Linked DNA regions of Danio rerio: region 1 is linked to region 2. A link is a contact called in public Micro-C data. All regions are on one chromosome and are shown on one strand. Each heading gives the region's core, a stretch centred on a gene start, on an enhancer-like site or on the middle of the called end of the contact. The rest is flanking DNA. Distances are from core to core; before and after follow the strand shown. Region 1 overlaps niban1b (niban apoptosis regulator 1b). Region 2 holds the start of kifap3b (kinesin-associated protein 3b).

The links. A called contact is a pair of places that touch in the nucleus more often than the background predicts.
Region 1: a Micro-C map of caudal fin shows a contact between it and region 2, with 4 times the contacts expected there. The contact joins the enhancer-like site here to the promoter of kifap3b in region 2. A contact is called at or near these places in 2 of 18 Hi-C or Micro-C datasets (caudal fin and an unstated tissue).

The regions. Positions count from the first base shown.
Region 1 is chr2:26,623,333-26,629,839 of GRCz12tu, forward strand. It overlaps niban1b (niban apoptosis regulator 1b), which reads right to left. Exons shown (of 14, transcript XM_684820.9): 12 at 6,430-6,507; 13 at 5,036-5,147; 14 at 2,039-3,382. The coding sequence ends at 2,574. Among named protein-coding and RNA genes, the nearest start is that of niban1b, 52 kb to the right of the region's middle. Within about 2 kb of position 2,764, at least 4 of the 62 cell types and tissues checked have an H3K27ac peak or open chromatin away from gene starts, as enhancers often do.
Region 2 is chr2:26,549,741-26,556,119 of GRCz12tu, forward strand. It overlaps kifap3b (kinesin-associated protein 3b), which reads left to right and starts at 2,770. Exons shown (of 20, transcript NM_001144045.1): 1 at 2,770-2,947; 2 at 6,200-6,331. The coding sequence starts at 2,916.

The DNA.
Region 1 (6,507 bases), core at 1,514-4,013, 74 kb after region 2:
AGCGCAACGCTTTAATAAATTAGTCAGTCCACTAAAAAACATTTGTGTACCATATTCAAATGTAGAGTTTCTAGTTCTTGTCATTTCATTTAAACAGTGTAACTAAAATGTTCCTACTTTAAAATGAAGTATTAACCATTATAAGAAAGACAGAAGAAAATAAACAGCCATATATGTGGGTCAATCATCAAAAGGATATGCACTGTATATACAGTTGAAGTCAGAATTATTAGCCCCCTTTAAATGCTTTTTTCTTTTTCCCAAATGATGTTTAACAGAGAAAGGACATTTTCACATTATGTCTGATAATATTTTTTCCTCTGGAGAAAGTCTTATTTGTGTTATTTAGGCTAGAATAAAAACAGTTTTTAATTTTTAAACCATTTTAAGGTCAATATTATTATCTCCTTTAAGCTGTATTTTTTCAGATAGTCTACAGAACATACCATCATTATACAATCACTTGCCTAATTTCCCTAGTTAAGCCTTTAAATGTCACTTTAAGCTGTATGGAAGTGTCTTAAAAATATCTAGTCAAAAATGATTTACTGTCATCATGGCAAAGATAAAATAAATGAGTTATTAAGTTGAAAAAATCTTTCAGACATTGAGAGAAACAGGCATTGGGGAAAAAATAAACAGGGGGAGCTAATAATTCAGGGGGCTAAAAATTCTGTACAATGTTATTAGCCCTCCAGTGAAACTTAAATTCCCAAGTGCTGTTTAATCAAGTTTAATCATTTTTCCTGCATTTTTAAACTTAAAAAAATTGTTTTAGTAATTTATAAAAGTTTGTCTTAGCCATAATAACAGAACATAATATTTTACTACTTATTTTTGGAAGATACTTGTATTCAGTCTAAGGTGCCATTTAAAGACTTAACTAGATTTATTAGGCAAGTTCGATTAATTAGGCAAGTCATTAGCCAATCAAAAAAAATACCCTTAGTATAAAGTGACCTTAGCAGCTCAAAAAAAAATGTGTGTGTGTGTGTGTATGTACATATGTATATACGTGTGTGTGTGTGTGTGTGTGTGTGTGTGTGTGTGTGTGTGTGTGTGTGTGTGTGTGTGTGTGTGTGTGTGTGTGTATACACACGCTACAGATGAAAAGTTTAGGGAAATGAAATTAAAAGGATTCTGTTCAACAAGGTGACGTTTATTGAACATATTTTTTTAATTGTTAAATATTTATTACAATTTTGAATAACTACTTTCTTATTGTATGTAATTTCAAATGACATTATTACTCCAGTCATTATTGTTTTCATTACTATTACCATTAATAATAATAATTATTATTATTATTATAATTTAAAAAAAACATAATTGTTAGAGTGATTTCTGAAGGATCATGTGACTGAAGACTGGAGTAATGAAGCTGAAAATTCCTCTTTAAAATCACTGGAATAAATTATTAAATTAAATGATAAACTACTTTTAAAGAGTTATTTAATAGTGCAATAACATTTTACAATTTTACCATTTATACTGTATTTTTGATTAAATAAATGCAGCTTTGGTGAGCAGAAGCTTATTTTAAAACATTTAAAAATCCTCCTGACCCCAAACTTTTTTGCGTGTGTGTGTTTTTGTGTGTGTGTGTGTGTGTGTGTGTGTGTGTGTGTGTGTGTGTGTGTGTGTGTGTGTGTGTGTGTGTGTGTGTGTGTGTGTGTGTGTGTGTGTGTGTGTGTGTGTGTGTGTGTGTGTGTGTGTGTGTGTGTGTGTGTGTGTGTGTGTGTGTGTGTGTGTTGTCCTTAGTATTTTCCCCCCATACTATGGAAGTCAAGACTTTTAGCTTAGCATAAATCATTGAATTGGATAAGACCATTAACATTTCATTCAAAAAAAAAAAAAAAAATATATATATATATATATATTTTCCTTCCTTCCTTTTTTTTTATTGGAGCCAAACAAAAGAAAAAAGTGTTTGCGAGCGAAAAATTTATAATTTTGCCAAGATTTACAAGGACATTGACTAAAATATCATTCACTGTATATTGAGATTAACATTAACAAATTAATGATCAAAGTATAACACTAAAGTACTTTTTTTTATTTTATTCATTCAAACATTGCATTATCTATCAAACTACTATGATTTACCCCTTGTCAGTCGTAGTCATTTTAATTATAATACAATTTAGTATTATCTTTTATACATTTTTAAAAGTACAGGTCAGAATAAGTGTTGACTAATTTTTCCATTCATGTATCCGTTACGATGAATGTTGATTATTTCAGTCTTTTTTTAAAGCATTAAATACATGAATTTAACATTCTTTCTATGTACATTTGTCGATTTAATTTGATGGAGACACCGGATTGAAATGTCCCATCTTTGACCCATATATATATATAGCTTTAATTTATTTCTATTATTGTTAATTGTTGTTAATATGATGCAAGATAATATTAAAAAAGAGAGTGAATTCTGTTTACACAGGCACTTGTTTGCTATGCAGGTCAAAGTATATAAAATGTCAATGATAATGAAATGTAAAAAATAACACTGTAGTTGCATTAGTTAGCAGAGCTGGATGGTTTTCTAGAATCTTCTCATCCAAGCATGGTTAAGGCAGGTTTTCGGCACAGGGTCTCACCGTCTCCTCCACCTCGATGACCTCCATGATAAGATCTCTGATGCTCTGCACACCGTCAGCGCTTTCCTCTTCTGGATCTGCTGAAACGCTGCACTTCTCCACCACATCTGCTGCTAAAGCAACAGCGCCGCCTACTGGAACATCACAGTCAAGGGGAGAAACAGGACTGACTTGTGTGTCATTTCCGTCCTCCTCGCTAGAAGGCGCTGCTTCAACACTCACAATCTTCTCCACAGTTTCTTCAACGGGTCCATCAGGTTGGACACATTTGGTTTCAGACTGTGAAGAACTTGCCTCTTCCTCTACATTTCCATTTTCAGATGCATCAACGAAAGGAACAGGACTTTCTGTGTTTGTAGAATTAAGATAAACCGCTCGGTCTGAGCTAACAGATCCATCTTCATCCTTTACTTTAGATGAAGTCGACTCGGGTTGAGAAGATGACGACTCCTCAGCTGGTGAGACATTTGCAGGTTCGCTTGAGGAAACTTCTGGAATGAGAGATGATGAACTGTTGAGTAATGTTGGCGGGAGATCTGCTTGAGGTGTTTCAGGTGTGATCTTCAGCACTGGAATGACTGTGGTCTGCTGGGAGATTTGGTGGATCATAAGCTCTGGCTGTCGAGAGGGGGTCACCGAGGCCTGCACTGGTGGTGGGCTTGATGGAGCAGAGAGCGGCGGCGTCCGGCTGTCCGCCAGACTGCTTTGACTTACACACTGCAGGTCAGTGCTGTCAGCAAACAGGTTGTTCTTCTTCAGACTGGCTGCTTCCTTTACCACTGTAAACACAAAGTAGACATATTGATAGATGTTACATATTTACATAAATACGGCAGGTAAAATAAGTATTGGCATGATTTGTCGAGGTAAATATTTTTCTAAAGTAGCTGTTGACATAAAAATTGACCCAGACTTTTTTAAAACTTAAACAATAAAAAAAAAATCTGAAAAATGTGTAATAGCAATGGAGTGACATGATGAGGAGAAATGACTGATCTATTGAAATATTTTAGGGTTTTTTTGTTAACTGCACAGCTGTTTTTTTTCCTCCAAGTCTAAAATTCTTGACGTTTCTGTGGGTCTCTTCTATAAAATCTCATCTTTAGTTCTTATATTATATTGGATTCAGATCATGTGATTGGCTGGGCCATTCTTGTAGCTTTGTTTTCTTTTCTGAAAGCAGTTGAGTTTTCATTGCTGTAATCGAGATCATTGTCTTGCTGAAATGTCGACACTGGTTTTATCTTCATCATATGGTAATGTAGGTGTTTTGACTGAGGCAGCTAATGTTTATTTACACTGGCGAGGAGCAGGGCTGCTGTATAACTACAGAGAGTATCCAGCTGCTGTCTGGGCTTTCCATGACTTTTTACAACCCACTTTCTTCATGTGTTCAATACTTTTTAACTTTATTAAAATTTATTATGCATAACTTAATTTGTAAATTAATTAGTTTTGTTTTCTGTGTACGTAGGTATTATTTTGGTTGTTACTAACAGCTAGTGAAAATTTCATATCAACAGCACCTTTAGAAATATGTTTTCTGAGAAAACTGGTGGCATGTTCAATACTTATTTTCCCTGCTATCGACACTTTATCACATATCAGATTATATCTGGTACAGTATTATAGTAGTATAAGTGTTCTGAGCGAAAATGTTGATGGGATATTTCCCCAACATTGAATTACAATCAGGTGGCGCAGTAGGTAGTGCTGTCGCCTCACAGCAAGAAGGTCACTGGTTAGAGCCTCGACTGGGTCTGTTGGTGTTTCTGTGTGGAATTTGCATGTTCTCCCTGCGTTTGTGTGGGTTTTCTCCGGGTGCTCCGGTTTTCCCCACAGTCCAAAGACATGCGGTACAGGTGAATTGGGTAGGCTAAATTGTCTGTAGTGTATGTGTGTGAATAAGGGTATGGATGTTTCCCAGAGATGGGTTGCAGCTGGAAGGGCATCCACTTCGTAAAACATATGCTGGATAAGTTGGCGGTTCATTCCACTGTGGTGACCCCTGATTAATAAAGGGACTAAGCCGAAAAGAAAATAAATGAATTACAATCATTTACCCTCTATTATATTACAATCATTTAATATAATTTACTCACATCTTAAATGTGTCGTCTTCGTTTCAATTGAATTTATATTTTATTTAATTTCATGCATTTTTCACTGATGAAGTGGTAATCTCAATGTGTAGACTTCAGAGTTTTCATTTTATGCAAAAGCAAAAAGTTTTTCCCTTTAATTTAAATAATTCATTAACTATTTATTCATGTCAATTATGAAAGCAACACAATTACACTTTTAAGCTGTTTCAAGCACTTTATCCTAAATCAATGCATTTTCCGAGTCTTGAAAACACTAGATTACAATTCTAGCACTTTTACTGAATGCCAGCACCCATATGAACCCTGCAAATGGCTTCAATACTTTACCTTTGTTAACTTCATTGTTTAAGAGGTTGAGCAGTATGTTCTCATAGATGTTCTCCACTTGAACAAAGTTTGTGTAATCAGCAAAGACAAACTGTTCGAAATTCTGCAGCTCCTGTCAGAGAGAAAAATACTATTTAGACAAACGTATTACTAATAATCTGTAGCAACCCTTTATTTGAGCTGTTAATCGAACATTGTGTTAAGGCTGATTAATTCTAAATTAATTACTAAATGAGTTCACAGGAACAAAATCATGTCATACACAAATAAAAATATATAATATAGTAATATAAAGTAAATACTGTAGTGTTTTATAACCATCATATATGTGTCTAAAAATGCAATAATATTACACAGTGTGACTGGCACACAATCCCTGTGCAAGCAGGTGGTCACATTGAAAGTTACCTAGCTGGGGACTATTTTCAGGTCCTGCAAAACATCATCATCCATGGTACACCAGCAAACTTTCTTTATTATTACACTGAAATGAGAATATAGTTCCTAGCCATATCAACCTAGAAAAGAGCAGCTTTTTATTTTTCATGGGTCTTAGTACACTTTAAAACAGTCAAGCTTTAAATAGGACCATTATCTAAAAATTTTTTATCTCCATTTCATTTTTGTGCAAGATGCTAATGGTCTAATTCAGGGGTGCCCAAACTTTTTCGTATGAAGGGCCAAAAAACAAATATTATTGAGAGCTGTGGGCTGAAGATAAATATACCAAACTATTTTACATTGTATGGGTAATTTCCTAATTGATTTTATAATATTTATAAATAAATAGAAAACATTACTTTGAATCATATTACCTAATGCAGAATATTTTTTTTAATTATAACTTGCAATAAAATGCATTAAAAACAATCACATTTATTACAGTAATGTTCAATGTGGAAAACACTATTCGAGCAGAATCTGCCTTTGCCTTTTTTTATTCACCAAGTCTCTTCGTTGTCCTCTATCCAACGGATGCCCATATGCACATTTTGAACTAAATGTGATTCATTAAAACTATTTAAAACATCTAATTTCAGTAAGCTTTCTTTGTAGCTTAACTATAAAACGAACAAATAAAAGGTTACATCAAATTTTAAACAACAAATCTCTTAACCATCCCTATCATTCTCCCTTTCTTCTCAGATGGGATGGTGGGCCAAATCAAAGGTTACCATGGGCCAACTTTGACCCACGGGCCCTATAGTTTGGCATCTCTGGTCTAATCTGATTTGATTATTCTATGCTAAGCTAAAATAAAAGTGCTCCTGCCAGACTTGGAAGATGGAGTAGTTAATGAGCCTTTTCTTAAAAAACTGGAGTGTTCATTTAAGTAAGAGGGTGTATTGTCTAAGTGTTCAGGGGAATATCTTTAAGAGATAAATTGAACGTACAGTTTTGCAGGCAGGGGCCAGACTCCTCTTGATGGCTGGCAGAGTGATGTCAACAAGAGCCTCCTGGAAAATCTTCTT
Region 2 (6,379 bases), core at 1,520-4,019:
GCTAATAATTCAACTGTATATGATGACCATAGCTAAGGTAGGACATTCAGTTACTGTGAGTGAGATAGTGGCAAAAAAAGATCTTTATATTTTATGGGAATGTTCTGATTATTATAATCAAATCTTTGATGAGTGTGTTTTGCCCAGGTTTTGGTTGGTCATAGATTAATAGTAAAAAGAAAAAAAAAAACTTTCAGTAAGTTCTGTGGTGAGGAGTGAATCACTGAATCATTAACTTTAACAGTGTGTTATTAATGGCAGATTATATATACAGTTTAAGTCAGAATTATTATTATTATTATTGGAAAATATGTTTAAAAAGAAAAAACATCAAAAGGGGGCTAAAATTCTGACTTCAACTGTATAACTTCTATATATAAACAGCATGTGAAAAAATAATTTTGGCAAAAACAAAAAACTACAGACAACTGATGAATGTACGTTCAGATCACACACACATCAATATAATATGAATAAAAATTGTTTTTAATAGTTGCAATGTGATTAATGTATATGTAAAGTATAAATATGCAATTTGAATGGAGCCTGTGATTTTAAGAATGAGTCAATGAGTCACTGACTTAAATAATTAGTTTAAAAGCAGATTTGTTCAGGAAAGTACAGTATTTGTTTTAGATTCATTCCGTCATTTAAGCGTAATGTAGGCAAATTCCATATATGGACATATTCCTACACTATAGTAAAGTACTTGAATTCATTTGTTGTGGCAATTCTACAGTTTTGCGACACTGTGGCTCAGGTTAGCACTGTCGCCTCACAGCAAGAAGGTCTGTTTCCCTGGTTTCCCCCACTAGACCTACATGCGAGGTGAATTGGGTTGGCTAAATTGTAAAAAGTGTATGTGTGTGTATGGGTATTTCCCAGTGCTGGGTTGCGGCTGGAAGGGCATCCACTGTGTAAAACATATGCTGAATAAGTTAGGTGTTTATTTTGCTGTGGCGACCCCAGATTAATAAATGGGACTAAACCAAAAGAAAATGTATTAACGAAAAATTAAAAAACTACAATGACAACACTGTGATTGTAATTACACACTAATAAAATAATTAATTTAGAGGTTGCAATGTAACTCTTAATAGGCAATTTCATATGCAGGCTCTGTTTTAAGAATGAGTAAGTTAATCACTGGCTTAAATCATTTGTTCAAAAGCAGATTCATTCAGGAATGTATTTGTTCGTATGTAATGTAATGTAGGTTTCTTCAACTATGATATATTATTACAATACTACAACAGACAACAGTTTGCAGAAGTACAAATTAACGTATACTTTAAGTATTTACATTACATTTAACAGACAATTTATCTAAAGTTACTTACACCCGTGAACACACACCGACCTATTAATACTAATATGCTGTAACAAATAAACATTAACAAAGATTTGGAAATACTACAATAAATACAGGCGATCACTTTATAGCAACACTAGTCGCTGGTTCGAGCCTCAGCTGGGTGAGTTGGCATTTCTGTGTGGAGTTTGCATGTTCTCCCTGTGTTCACGTGGGTTTCCTCCGGGTGCTCTGGTTTCCCCCACAAGTCCAAAGACATGTGCTATAGAATTATAAGCTAAACTGTCTGTGGTGTGAGAGTAAATGAGAGTGTATAGGTGTTTCCCAGTGATGGGTTACAACTGGAAGGGCATCCGTCGCGTAAAACATGTGCTGGGTAAGTTGGCGGTTCATTCCGTTGTGGCGACCCCTGATTAATAAAGGGACTAAGCCAAAAAAAATTAACAAATAAATGAAAAAATGACAATAAATACAGTATACAACATGTTGCTATAGGATGGTTCACAAACACTACAGAATTTGCAATACATTATTGTATTATTTTGGTACGCTCGAGCAATAAATTACTTCAATAGTTCAAATTTTGTTCGAACTGATGTTTTACAGAGTAAATGTTTTCTATAAATCATGATTAAAATATTTAATTAATTATTAAATTAATGAATAAATGAGTTTAATGGAGCAGTTGAACATGTGTTTGTTTGTTTGTTTGTTTGTTTGTTTGTTTGTTTGTTTGTTTGTTTGTTTGTTTGTTTGTTTTGAGTGACTTCCAGAGAAGAAAATATTGAATGATGCGAGTAAAAACTGTACACTATTAACTTCTTTGAACACTCTAATCTAACTCTAAAGATACAATTACTGCAATTACGTCAATACAACAACCTTTAAGAAACGAAATAAACACAATTTTCCTCCTAGAGGGAAATATTATTGGAATTAAAAAATTATTGATATTAATTGGAAAGCTATCTGGTCAAACCCCTTAAATTTTGCCTTTTAAATAAGGTTCAAGAAGTGCACTTCAAAATACTTTACAAAATGTATCCTTGCAAAGTAACTTTATCTAAATTTATGGATATTGATAATACTTGCACAATTTGTAATATACATAGGGAAGACTTATCTCATCTTTTCTATAACTGTGATGTTTCTCTTAAATTTTGGAATGTTTTTTTTCTTACAGCATTTTTAATACTCTTTTTTTTATCTCTTTTCCTCCCACCTGTTAAGTTTTTGCTTCATTATTATTTCTGATTGTGTTTTTGCAATTCCTGTATGTTCCTAGATATAGCTCATGACTGAATTTGTATTATTACTTTATGTAATGTTTCAAAGCTTATAATAAAAAATGTAAAGTAAAAAAATCAAAATCAAAAAAATAAACAAACCTTTATTTTAATCCAGTCAACGTCCTCCTCATCCTTCTCCGGGCCTGCAGGTGGCGACGGCGCGCAGCTCCGGCTTCTGTGCGTCCGCGAGCCGTCAGCTGTGACCGCGGATCAGGGAGAGCCTAGCGGATGAGAGATGCTTTGATTCTTATTCATGACAACAATTTGAAGATCAGCCAAAAATATATCTCGCTCCTTCACATGACCGGGATAAAATGCAGCCGGACGAGACGCAGTATTTACAACGGTAAGCAGCGACTGCATTCGGCTTGAATTAACGTAACATCACAGAATGACAGCCTTTATGTTGAGTCAGTATGTCTGTTTATTTAGAAAGAGACACTGCAGATAATACGCTTGTATCATATTATATGTGCTAACCCTTGCTGGTTTAATTTCCATCGAATTATTTTATTATAATATCTATAGTCGTGTATAAATCTGGGTCAAATACATCCGCTCCACTTGCTGATGGGCGTGGCCTACAGAAAGCGTCCCGTTATGATGCCAGTTACTGTAGTATTTTTGGGCGCGTCCCAAGTCAGATGCACATGTGATGTAATCTTACAAATGCTGTTTATGCTTAGCAGCTCTCTAAAGGGTTTGAGACACAGCCTGTAGTTAAGGCAAGACACTGCAGAATAGCATCTAATGCTTACACAAATGATTGATCAAATTATAATTGGGACTTGGGGAGCTGCACATCGATGAATTTGTTCTTCAGTGTTTGAACTTTCAGCGGTGAAAATCACACTACACTGAACTGAACTGAACTGAACTTCAATCTGAAAACTGCACTGACACAATTTCTATTTACTACAACCCCTGGCAAAAAGTATGGAATGGCCACTCTTGATAGATGTTCATTCAAATGTTTAGTTGTGTAGAAAAACAAACCAAACACAGACATGCCACAAAACTATTTTCATTAAACAATCTAACCTTTTGGCTGTATGCAACACTTAAAAAAAGTCAATTACAACTGTTTTTACAGATCAAGGTCAGAAAACAAATATGGAATTACAAAAATCTGATGAAAATGATAAGGAATCACCAAATAAAAAGCACCACTAATACTTTATTGCGCCATCTCTGACTTTTTTTGTAGCTTGAATTATCTGAGGCATGGATTAAGTATTCTTCATCAGTCTGTCTCCAACTTTTTCTTATTGCAGTTGCCAGATCAGCTTTGCAGTTTGGAGCTTGTGATGGACTATTTTCTTTAATTTCCACCACAGATTTTCAATTAAATTGAGGTCTGGACTATTTGCAGGCCATCCCATTGACATTTTTTGTCTTTCCTTATGTGAATTCAATTATATTTTTATTTCTATAGCGCTTTTACAATGTACACTCAAAAAATTCTGTTTGCTGTTTTTTCAAACTACTTATTTATAATGAGCTAAAATGTAAGAAAATGAGCTGCTTAAAAGGAGATTTGGGAACAAACACACATTTTGAGTTCCATGCATTTGAGAAAATAGCCTTTAAAAGTAGGGCTGCACGATTTGGAGAAGAAATCTAATTGAGATTTATTCATTCATTCATTTTCTTGTCGGCTTAGTCCCTTTAATAATCCGGGGTCACCACAGCAGAATGAACCACCAACTTATCCAACCAGTTTTTACACAGCGGATGCCCATCAGCTTAAACCCATCTTTGGGAAACATCCACACACACATTCACACACACACTCATACACTACGGAAAATTTTGCCTACCCAATTCACCTGTACTGCATGTCTTTGACTGTGGGGGAAAGCGGAGCACCCGGAGGAAACCTATGCGAATGCAGGGAGAACACGCAAACTCCACACAGAAACGCCAACTGAGCCGAGGCTCAAACCAGAGATCCAGCAACCTTCTTGCTGTGAGGCGACAGCACTACCTAGTGCGCCACTGCTTTGCCCTAATTGGATTTATCTGATCAAAATTGTGATTTGCAATTTAAAATGTGATATACTTAAATTTCATTAAAAAAAACTGCAGGTTTGATGTGGTTTTAACGGCACCAAAAAAAGACCTAGCATAATCCCAAAGTATGCGACACTATGATAATGTTCATTTAAAACCATTTTTTTTCCCAGTAAAGTAGTCAGATGTCATGACAAATTAAGAAAACAACATTCTAAAAAATTATGTGAATTCAGTTATTATTCCTCTTTATTTCTATAGCACTTTTACAATGTACACTCAAAAATTAAGTTTACTGTTTGTTTTAAATGAGCTAAAACAAGACAATTCTTGACTTTTTTTGGGACAGCTTAATTGTTTATGTTTAATCTACTTAAATATGTATTAAACTACTCAGCTAACTTAATTCTTTCATGTTGCCTCAACACAAATTGATTGTGTGGAACCCAACATTTTTTTACAGTGTAGATTGTGTCAAAGCAGCTTAACGCAGAAGATTATAGTAATCTATCGTATATGTCATCATCACCAAACATCCTTTCAATTGATAGAATAAGAAAAGTACCCAAAATCTCAATATAAACTTGTGCATTTATAGAGGATGTAATGACTGCTATCTCTCCCATACCTTTACCTGACATACTTCCCCATATTCTTAATGATGTAGGACATTTGCATGTTTTCTTCAGGCAGTTGTCATTGTACATTTTATTGGAACGGCACCAAAGATTAACCTTCTTTCAGAAGTTTGATAATCCTCTCCTTTGTTTTAACTGACAAGCACTTTTTTTTTAACTGCAGACTAGTTAGCAGTGGTTATCAGATAAGGTTGTATGATTTAAAACTGCAAAGTGCATGATGATTCCATATCATTTTCCTCAGATTTTTGTGATTCCATATTTGTTTCCTCTGCTTGATCTGTAAAAACAATTGTAATTGACTACAAAGTTCTTTCATTTTTCTTTTTTAAGTGTTTCATACAGACAGGATTGTTGACATCTTCCAAGAGTGGTGATTCAGTACTTTTTGCCAGGGGTTGAAGATCTTTCATGTTAAGCTGCTTTGACACAATCCACATTGTAAAAGCACGATAAAGATAAATGTAATTGCATTGAATTGAATTGGGCAACACGGTGGCACAGTAGGTAGCCCTCTCCCCTCACAGCAAGAAGGTCGCTGGTTTGAGTCTCGGCAGGGTCAGTTGGCATTTCTGTGAGGAGTTTGCATGTACTCCCCGTGTTTGTGTGGGTTTCCTCCAGGTGCTCTGGTTTCCCCCACAAGCCCAAAGACATGTAGTTCAGGTGAATTGGGTGAGCTAAATTGGCCGTAGTGTACTGTACATAATGTGTGTGAATGAGCGTGTGTGTGTGGATGTTTCCCAGTGATGGGTTGCAGCTGGAAGGGCATCCGCTGTGTAATATACTTCTTGGTAAGTTGCCGGTTCATTCCACTGTGGCAACCCTGGATTAATATGAACTTTCAAAACTGACTAGTACATGAAAAAGCAGTGTTTTTGCCTACACTGATTCAGTCTAATTCTACCCACACTGTCACATCTAATCTTGATCTCTCCTGTGTCTATTAGGAGATGTAGGATTGGTGATATAGATGTGCACCCCACAGAGAAGGCTCTAGTTGTGTATTATGAAGTGGAAGCATCTATTTTAGGGGAAACGGGCAATGCAAGGCATGAGGAGAAGAAGGACTGCCAGAAAATGTAAGCAATTAGACTCTTTACACTCTCTTACCATCCATTCATCCCTTC